3 separate regions of the Sus scrofa genome follow, and all the other regions are linked to region 1. Evidence: chromatin contacts called from public HiChIP or PLAC-seq data. All regions are on one chromosome and are shown on one strand. The core of a region is the stretch at or near the end of the contact, and the rest is flanking DNA. Distances in the headings are between cores, read along the strand shown.

Region 1 (3,380 bases), core at 253-2,752:
CAACCGTTTTTGCTTCTCTGCTGTAAGCACTTCTAACATAGTCATATAAAATTTAGTAAATGAAACATAGCAAAGGATATAAAATGCAGTATACTCAAAAATCAAGAATCACATAACAATTTTACATTTTTCTAAATCCCATATTTAGTATTCCACATGTCAATTGGTCTTTGAGGAAAGCTAGAAGACATGAAGCTTCCCATTGAGTCTAGTTATATCCTAGGTTCCAAATCTCTGTGGTTACTGATGGTTTCAATATATTTAGGCAAGGACTTTGTTTTACTAACTATCTTTACCTTAGGACAACCTGCATAACACTTAATCATAACAGGGAAAATTTAAACACATCACTAATTTATTTCCAAATATATACAGAAGGTAGCATCTTTCTATTTCTGGAAGGTTGTATATAATATGCTGTAATTTATTATAGAAAAATTAATTTGTTTTTTAAATCACAGTTTACAATCCAAATATAATATACACCATTGAGTCACTGATTCAAGCAAGCCTTACATAGAACTCAGATTTAGGAGGATAATGGGAGCCCCAGAATTCGTGGCCATGGAAAGAAGCTGTGGGTGGAGTTCCTGTCGTGGCTCAGCACAAATGAATCTGACTAGCATCCATGAGGACACAGGTTCAAGCCCTGGCCTTGCTCAATGGGTTAAGGATCTGGTGTTGCAGGGTCCTAGGGTGCAGATGTGGCTCAGATCTAACATTGCTGTGGCTGTGGTATAGGCCAGTGGCTGCAGCTCTGATTCCACTGCTTGTCTGGGGACCTCCATATGCTGCAGAACCCTAAAGAGACAAAAAAAAAAAAAAAAAAAAAAAAAAAAAAAAAAAAGAAAAAGAAAAGAAAGAAAAAAAGAAGCTGTGGGGATTTAAAGACCTAAGATATACAATGTCAGGAAGCTGGATCTCATAGGACATGAGGACATAGCAACTATGAAACACAAGAGAGTAAACTTTGTGAAAGAAAAAATGTAGAGGACATAAAAAGGCAAGTGACTAAAAGATCTTTGAAACAATTATGCAAAATTTCAACTATTGATGGATGATATTACTATGTGAATGCTAATATTAAGAAAATACATGTTCTGCTATTACCAATAAAATGTTGCCCTTTCAAAATAGTCCTTTATCTTGCCTTAGCAAGAGTTGCAATTTTTAGCTGATAAACGTTGTATCTCAGGGATTTTTAAATCTCAGAGGAAAATACAGGTCCAAAAAAGAAACACTGTAATTAAGTCTGTTCTATTTAGTATAATCCAGAATTTGAAAAACTCTATGCCCATGGGGCTCCTCTCTGAAGGCTTGACCTCTGGTACATGGGAACTATGCAACTGCCTCTGTGCACAGATGTGTAGACATTGCTTTAGAGAAATGTTAACTAGCTATTTTGAAATACCTTTTTAATTTATGCAAGTTCCTCTGTGTTACAACTAAATATGACCTCATTTTTGGTCATATTTGGAGAGGAAAAAGGCCATTGAGAAGTGGAGTGAGCATGTGATTCATGTTTTTACCACCTGTCACAAGACTGGCCTAAGCCATCTTGGGGGTAGGAGGCGTCATTCAATGGGATTAGAAAATTTCAAGTGTATACCTCCTTTTGCACAGAGGGCATAGGACTGTAGAATTGCTCTCATCTAAGAACATTTTCAGAATTTAACATGGAGTTAATTTCTCCCTTTAAGATAAAGAGTGCCAATTCCTCAAAATAGAACGCTCATATCTTTTGGCCCAGATGAAGCCCCAATCATTCTGACTCCCTGAGATTGTGCTGGTTTAGGTTCCTGGATATATAGAGACAAAGAGAGATATTTAAAGACCATTTCTTTCTCTCTTAGATGTTCACTTTTGTAAGAAAAGCAATGTAACATCCTTTTTCTAATTTATTTTAGTGAATACCCCATGGCATTTATAACTTTTGTGAACACTCTATAACCATTTATTGCCAAAGTTAAAACAACTCATTTTATATTTTGTTTTTTCCCTTTATGATACTTGTACAGTTTGAAATGAGATACACTAAACTAGCAGAAATTTGATATGTCAATATAGTGAACACTATCAAGAGACTATTATACTTGCTGTTATGATTGCATCTAAAGCAATATGTAACTTTAAACTAAATTAAGACAGGTGCAAACCTAGATGTACATAATTTTCCCTCTGAGGATTATATAGCAATTATTTATGTGATGATATAAATAATAGGCTTAAATATCATGATTCAAACAAGATACATAATTTCAAGTCATTTATTATTTAGCTCCTTAAAGACAATAAGACATTGAAACAGAATCATTGTCAGTTCAAACTTAATGATCCTAATCATGAATCATGTTTTCTCATTGTAAAGACATTTTGTTATTCTATATTTAACTGATAAATGCCTGAAGAAAACCAGGAATAAAATAAATCAAAATCCAACATTTATTTCCTATAGCTTTCTTTCCCTTAAGGCCTAGACCAGCGGTTTTAAGTCTTTTGATATTAGGGAATTTAAAAATGAATTGATTGTAGCCAGGAGTGAGAAGTAGGCTGTCTTCTTATTTATTGAGCTGAATGTGGTTAAAGATTATGATTTCCTTCTGTCTCAAATGTGAAACCATGAAGAAAGATTGGGGGTGCTGAGCTGGGATGCTATAAGGAAGAGAAGAAAGCAGAGTTCAGACTCCTGAATTCTTAACAGTGACTCCTCTTGATGTCCACAGTCATAATCACACAGGCCCACCTTCCCATCTTGTGCATCCAGACAGGAGAGAGTCATATCCCTTGCTTGAGAGTGGGTCCCTGCAAGAAAAGGATTCCTAGACATTTTTTGGAAGACACCATTTAGTGCTTTACATCACTACTGTTTGCTTGTAACTTCTTGCTGGGAGAGAACCTGCATGTGCTCACCAAAAGAACTAGGGGATTTTCATGCACAGTCATTTCTGTAAATATTCGTTTAATTATCAATAGTTTCCAAGAAATATGTACTCTATGACTCCAGGGGAAAAGGAGGCAAAAACGAGGGACAAAATGTCATGGTATAGTTTTTGTTTTTGTTTCAAATTAGGTACTCATGAAAATAAGGCAGGGGACTCTTTTAAGTCACTCTTATGCTTCCTAATGCACCTAGCATAGATTCTGTCAAAGAGCACTGTTAAAACACACACTGCTGGGAGTTCCTTTCATGGCTCAGCAGTTACTAACCCAGCTAGGATCCATGAGGATGCAGGTTCGATCCCTGCCCTTGCTCCATGGGTTAATGATGTGGTGTTGCTCTGAGCTGTGCTGTAGGTTGCAGACCGGCTTGGGTCCTGTGTTGGTGTGGCTGTGGCGTAGGCAGGCATCTGTAGCTCGGATTCGACCCCTAGCCTGGGAAC
Region 2 (3,380 bases), core at 655-3,154, 650 kb before region 1:
CCCTAGCCTGGGAACCTTCATATGCCATGGGAGCAGCCCTAGAAAAGGCAAAAAAACAATAAATAAATAAATAAATAAATAATTAAATAAAATAAAAGGATGTGTGAAGGAGCTGGTATCTGCAGTGGTTCTTTTGTTTCTAGAATGGGGTAAAAGTCAATCTGGGATGAAAATGATGTGGGCAAAGGCACCAGAAAAGGAAAGTCAGCAGAGGTGGGTGGGGAACAATGTTGGGATTTAATAGTCATGCTGAGGTGTTCATAATTCACTATGCCATGACGTTTTTGAGCTTTGTGGTAAAATAATTGAAGATGTGCTTTAAAAAGTATAACCTGGTATTAAAACATGGAATGCAGATGCAGACATGCCTTTTTGTGTTTCTCTATGTAAAGCATTAAATACTGCCAAATTCTGTGCATTGATTTAGAGTAGTTGAGGAGGGTGGCAGGAATTATGGCATTACAACGTAATTAGTCACTGTATTGTAAAAAAGTGCTTTATTTTTATTTTTTTTAATCTCTTAAAATGAGTGACAGGCGCAGGAATTCATTAGCAGTTGTATGTGTACCTTTATTGGACAATTATAATTGAAGAAACATGTTTGGTACAATATCTCCACCTTCTGGAAGGTTGGCAGAAGTAACCGTTTATAAAAAGAATTGTATGTACGATATTTACATATTTTGTAGCCGGCTAAGAAAACCTCACTTTGGGATAGACTCTAATATTCTGTCTTAAGTTGAATAGCTAATCTCAATTAGTTGAACTGCTCAAAGAGGTCTTCTGTGTTGCTAGTATTAGGGTGGATTTATCCTTAAGAATCAGAAGGAATGAATTTTAGTTGATATCAGCAAAGAGTCAAAATTGAGAACTTTAACAGTTGTAAAAATAAAGTCTCAGTGCATTTTTTTCTCCTCTTTGTATATGTTTTGGAAGGATGCTTATGAATCAGAAGGCATTTCCTTTTATCCCTCCAAGTCTCCAAAATGTATCCTTTCTCGTTATCTCATCCTGCTCTCATCTGTTCTTAGGACTCACCTCAGCTGTCCTCATCCTCATATCTTGGCCTTGTCCAGATTCTTCCCACGTGGCATGTGTTTTTATATCAGTCCCAGCTGGAATGGGCAGTAGCTATCTTGGTTGCTTGTTTTGGTATCCCCAGTGTCCCACTCCTATAGCAGGCCCTCAGAAGTGTTTGTTGAATGAAACTGTATTACTTAAATAGGGAAGAGGCAGGGACTGTCCTCTAACTGTATGCTCTGGTCCTGTAGCTAAAGCTAAGTGAGATGATGGAATTAATCTGAAAACAAAGATTATAATTTTTAACATATCATTATCCCGGTGCCATCAAATTTGTTTAAACATCTGTATCTGCACACGTTTAAGCTCCTTTTGTAGGTTTCCGGACCCCTGACCTGCATAATGATTCATTCTAAGCAAGATCCCTTGGAGAATAGCACACTGCTTTATAAGATGGTTTCTTTGCTTAGCACTGATGGCTCAGCTTTTTAGTAAATCATTAGAACAAGTTAGGGAAATGAGCCTTGAGAAGTTTTGAGCTGGAATGAGACTTAATGTAGAGAATGAATACTTCCTTTTTACTATGTTGATGAAAATCATCAATAAGCAGTCTGTAATAGGAATAGGAAAGAGATTTGAGTGAAACTGAGGACTGTAGCCTGGGAGACAGCCTCTCACATAACTCTGAGGAACTGCTCTAGAGACATGGTTTTCAGCACAGTTTTGTATCTTGTCAGAACAAAGAACATGAAACAACTCAGGGATCCATTCCTTGACTTTCAAAAGGAAGAAACACACACACACACACACACACACACACCACACACACACACACACACACGCACACACACACACACACACACACACAGCTTAGCACATACACAGTGAGTCAGTATAATCTTGGCACCTGGGATTCTTTTCATCAAAGCAGTACCAGCATGGATATCCCAGGAAAGATGGCATTTAATCTTTATTTTTAACATGGGCTTTCTTTACTTCGGGTCAGTGTGCCCTTTTCTTTAATAATTAAAGCAGATGTGCAATGTATGATCGATAGGCCAGAAACAGGCCATTCGAGTTAGCATAAAATTCAAGTCAAGCCAGAATGTATAAGCAAGAATGATTTCCCCAAGCCTCAATATGTGAACGTTTCCTTTACCAATTAGATAAACTTTCCCAGAGTTGTTTTGATAAACAGCTGTCACTTGGGGCTGTGCGATGTGTGGGCAGAACAGGCTCTAGCAAGTCCAGGGGAAGGTTCTGTGGTATGAGACTTCAGGGAACTTATCTGAGGTTAACTGCAGTCACAGGAAATGCCGTGGGTGATCTCATGCAGTTTCTTTTTCTTTTTCAGTCTTTTTTTTTTTTTTTTTAAACCAGGGAATAAACCACACCTTAAATTTGTAGATTCAGACAAGGTCTTCTTCTCTTTCCAGCAAGCTGCTATCAGCCAAGCACACTTTGTGTGTACTTCTGGTTTGTGGGAGGGTGGTGTGGTTATTTTTGGCAATTTAATTTCCTTGGTGACTCGATTGAGACTTTTTTCATGTGGTTATAGGCAATTAGTGCTATGGAGAGCTGCATATCTCTTTAGTTAATATTTGGAGCACAGCGGTGTTTCTTAGGCTGTTTTGCATGACCAGTGGGTATAATCAGAATGAAGAATCAATGAGGCCAAGTTTTGGTGCTTAGTCTTTGAATGGGCTGTTTAGGGAGCAGCTGTGCATGTTGCCTTGTCAGATTCTCCTGGCGTGGGTTGAATGAGGACATGTGATCACGCCTATTCGGATCCCAGATTCTACTCCTCCTTAGGGAGCCTGGTAGATTGCCTGTAGGGGCAATTATCCTACCTGAGCTGTAGTTCTTTGACACCAGGAATGTCAGTTAGCCTGTTTGTTTTGTTGTCTCCAGAGAGGCCTGTGTGTGGGAAGAGTGAATGCAGCCTCCCTCTCTAAAATCCCATTGATATCTGACCAGTCATAAATTTTGTACTTAGTCATTAATAGTGTGACAAAAGATTCGTGATGGTTTTGCTGTGGAGAAGAGAGAGAATTTAAATTAGAATTTAGATTATATATTCCTTTAGGAAGCCAAGGCAAATAAAAAAGACTCCACTGGGGGTCTTTTGGCAAGAAACAAAACCACCGGCAACAAGCACTAGCCTGGAAACCACTATCCACACTCCAGGAAACATCTGTTAAGAGATTTTTGTTTAATAGCTGCTAATCTGACATCCAGGGGCTCACAGTTTGTGTTAGTAAACTGGATGAAAAAACTTCACAGTAGGGCTTCTCATTGATGAAATGGCTGGATTCCTTGAGTCCTTTGTCCTTGTCCTAAGTTGCTTGTTTAACTGGTAT
Region 3 (3,380 bases), core at 497-2,996, 560 kb before region 1:
TCATGATATTTTTAATGCTATTGGTAGAGAGAAAATGTGAAAGTATGTCTTCATGAAATGAATTAGGTTTCAAAATGATCCCTTACAGAATGAATATTTGAGTGAGTCTTAGGAAACATCTTTCTGCAGAAATGATGTAATAATAATAATACCCTGTATGCTTCTATTACTTTACAGAGAGCTCTCAGTTTCAGTTTACATTTTTCAGAGTTTTCTCATACATGATTTTGTTCTTGCAACAACCCTGCTTTTAATAGTGAACTTCTCAAGAAAACTACAGTAGCACATGTGACTTCTCATACTCTTCAGGATAGTAAATTATGTTAAATTAGTTAAATTCAAGTAACTTGCAGTGGATGTGTGGACACTTAGGAGACCAACAATGAACCGAGGGGTCACTTAGCATCAGTACATCAGTACTGTGGTGCATCACAGGGAGTGACCTGTCTAGATTTTCCTGGATTAAGGATATAGGAGGGAATTATAGTTCTCTTGGGAAACCTTCTAGTCAAGCATTATTTATATTTTGGGATTAAAAAAAAATGGTTAAACCAAAGCTAGATACGCAAAGAGATTCTGTTAGTATACTAATAAACCAGAATTGGTGATTGGATCTGAAACACCATCTATAAAGTTGTGTAAGAATATTATTTGGGAGAGATAGCACTAATCACATCTACTTCTGATTGAGCTGTGGCTCTGTGCCAAGTATTATGCTGGGATATTTCCATCAAGATCTTTAATCCTCTCAACAACCACAGGAAATATAAATGATTTTTTCAATCAATCATTGTTCCTCATCACACATTAATAAATGATGAAGCCTAGATTTGAGCATAAATCAATTTTAGCCTCAAGAGGTGTGTTGCTTTCATTACTCTACCAGGTTTTTCTCATGCATGCAGTTTTATTTTTTTTTTATTTTTTTTTTATTTTTGGTTTTCAGAATCATTTTATTATTCCAATTGGCACAAGAGAACTTTTCTTATCCCTTAAATGTTTTTTATTTTCCCACTGTACAGCAAGGGGGTCAGGTTATCCTTACATGTATACATTGCAATTACAGTTTTTCCCCCACCCTTTCTTCTGTTGCAACATGAGTATCTAGACATAGTTCTCAATGCTATTCAGCAGGATCTCCTTGTAAATCTATTCTAGGTTGTGTCTGATAAGCCCAAGCTCCCGATCCCTCCCACTCCCTCCCCCTCCCATCAGGCAGCCACAAGTCTCTTCTCCAAGTCCATGATTTTCTTTTCTGAGGAGATGCATGCAGTTTTAGAAGGAAAATGTCTGATTTTTTTTTTTCTTAACTCCGTATATGTCTGCATCTGAGAGTGCTAAGAATTTGAGAGTGACCTTGATGACAGTTAATATTTTATTAAAACATAGAGCTCACCTGGAAAGACTGTCATAAGTGAAAGAGCCTCTAATGAAGGGTGTGGAGACTTCACCATGAATCACAGAGTTCAAAAAATGAGAGGAGGCAGGAGGGCATAAAGTGGAGAGAAGTCTCTATACTAATAGAAAAGTGAGGCTGCATCTTGCCAAAATTAAGGAAGAAAAGCAGACTCCTTTTGATTTTTAAAGACAGACATGGATAGATTGCTAGAATTTGGTGAAAAGTTGAATAAAAAGCTGCATTATTTGCAGAAGTCTGTTTCCTTAAACACTCAATAGTATCAGAAGGTAGAAGAAACCAGTGTCATGATATTAGGAAAGGAACCAGCAAAGAGTAAAATTTGTTTTGGTTTCAGTTTTAGTTGAAAAATGAAACACATTAAGAACTACTGCTAAGTGAGAGTATATGAAACATTGAGTAGAAAGCTTAGGGAAGGTTAAGACAGAGAAAGAGGGGATACTTTAAAAGCACTGAAGACTGTATAATATCTATCATTTTGAATAGATCATGACTCCAGATTGCAAACTTGTATCCTTCAGCAACCAATGTCTTTTTAGAAAAGATATCTGTGCAGAAAGAGTATAGGAGATTGTACTTGCTACCCTTTAATGGGTGGCCTTAATCCTCTCTCTCGGCCCAGTGCTTCCTAAGCATATTTGGCAATTAGTTTTACCTGGGACAGTTTTTAAACCTACAGATTGAGTACATCTACAGTGAGGCCCAGGAATCTTTAATTTTTAACACCCTGGAGGTGATTCTGAAAGAGGAAGTCTGAAGCCACATTTTGGTAAACATTGAACTGAACAGTGTCTGTTTTCTTAAAGCAGTTGTCAGTGGTAACAGTTTAGAATAAAGAGCCTATATGCCTTTCCATTTTTGAAGAAGTGTTCTCTGGCTACTGTTTATGTAGCTACACGTAAGAGTAGGACATGTGTCCCTTTGATCACAAGTAAGTTTGCTACCAAAACTTAATCTAAAAGAAAAAGACTTTTCTGTTGCTGAAAAGAGCCCTTGAATAGAGAAGGTGAAATGTTGCTCATAGATTTGTCATCCACAGCAAGTGGGCAGGAATAGCCAAGTGTACATGGAATCTGAGCTTTTGAGATCCGATCCTCTTTCAGCCTCAGATGCAGACCAGGATTAGATGCTTTCTATTTCCTCTTGTGTACTTCCAGTATACTGTATCTTATTCAGATCGAATGCACTGAAACATGAACTATCTTCATTTGGGAGACCAGGGTCTTCAAATTCTCTACGTATTGCTGAGAAACCCAGTGTGATAAAATTGTAGGAACAACATAATAGTTTCTTTACACTTATTTGTGTATTACCTGTAAGCCCTACTAGGATTTAAGCTCCTTGAGGACAGGGAGTAAGCTCCTCTTTCACGTACCAGAGAAGCCTTGACACATGGACCTCTCCAGATACATCATAACTAGAGGAACATATTAACAGGATGTATGGTTAGGAATAAACACCCAGTTATTCCTGATGCACAATCTAGTCCTTTTTTATTATGCTTAAGTAATAACAATCTCCAACCACTGTTCAGAGACAGTGGTTGGAAACCTTAGTAAATTATTTTTAAAGCATGTAAGAGGTAGAAAAGATTTAGAAAATAATTAAGATTAATACCAAAATGTCTTATTCTTGTTTTGTTCTTCCACCCATTCAGTAACTATGTATTGAGCAACTAGAACATTCCAGGCACTGTATCCAGTGCTGATTATTAAGAAGTTGGAATCAAAACCCCATAATATGAACCTTCTCTAGGAATACATTATAATCACCGCCATTTAATCTGTCCTGGAATGGAATAACTTTCTAGTTATTTTAGTTTTGTTTTGTTTTCTAACTCTTCTTCTTGTAACCTCAGTAGTGCCTGTTCAAAAGTAAAGCAAACCATATATAATAATGTGATTCCTGCAAATTCTAACTTGCGATGGGATCCAGACTTCATGATGGATTTTATTGAGAATCC

What was found. HiChIP or PLAC-seq counts read pairs in DNA pulled down with a chosen protein or histone mark.
Region 2: an H3K27ac HiChIP or PLAC-seq map of alveolar macrophages shows a contact between it and region 1. The contact joins two enhancer-like sites. A contact is called at or near these places in 2 of 47 Hi-C or Micro-C datasets (embryonic fibroblasts and mesenteric adipose tissue) and 1 of 2 datasets of contacts at active chromatin or transcription factors (alveolar macrophages).
Region 3: an H3K27ac HiChIP or PLAC-seq map of alveolar macrophages shows a contact between it and region 1. The contact joins two enhancer-like sites. A contact is called at or near these places in 1 of 5 promoter capture datasets (liver), 1 of 47 Hi-C or Micro-C datasets (embryonic fibroblasts) and 1 of 2 datasets of contacts at active chromatin or transcription factors (alveolar macrophages).

The regions. Positions count from the first base shown.
Region 1 is chr13:92,108,234-92,111,613 of Sscrofa11.1, forward strand. No RefSeq gene overlaps it. Among named protein-coding and RNA genes, the nearest start is that of SUCNR1, 6.9 kb to the right of the region's middle. Within about 2 kb of position 1,503, at least 2 of the 83 cell types and tissues checked have an H3K27ac peak or open chromatin away from gene starts, as enhancers often do. A contact at or near this core is called in alveolar macrophages, where this site is marked.
Region 2 is chr13:91,462,522-91,465,901 of Sscrofa11.1, forward strand. All of the region lies in intron 16 of MED12L (mediator of RNA polymerase II transcription subunit 12-like protein), which reads left to right. Among named protein-coding and RNA genes, the nearest start is that of P2RY14, 10 kb to the left of the region's middle. Within about 2 kb of position 1,905, at least 26 of the 83 cell types and tissues checked have an H3K27ac peak or open chromatin away from gene starts, as enhancers often do. A contact at or near this core is called in alveolar macrophages, where this site is marked.
Region 3 is chr13:91,546,460-91,549,839 of Sscrofa11.1, forward strand. It overlaps MED12L (mediator of RNA polymerase II transcription subunit 12-like protein), which reads left to right. Exons shown (of 46, transcript XM_021069608.1): 22 at 3,276-3,380. It also overlaps a transcript of P2RY12 not described here. Among named protein-coding and RNA genes, the nearest start is that of P2RY12, 23 kb to the left of the region's middle. Within about 2 kb of position 1,747, at least 23 of the 83 cell types and tissues checked have an H3K27ac peak or open chromatin away from gene starts, as enhancers often do. A contact at or near this core is called in alveolar macrophages, where this site is marked.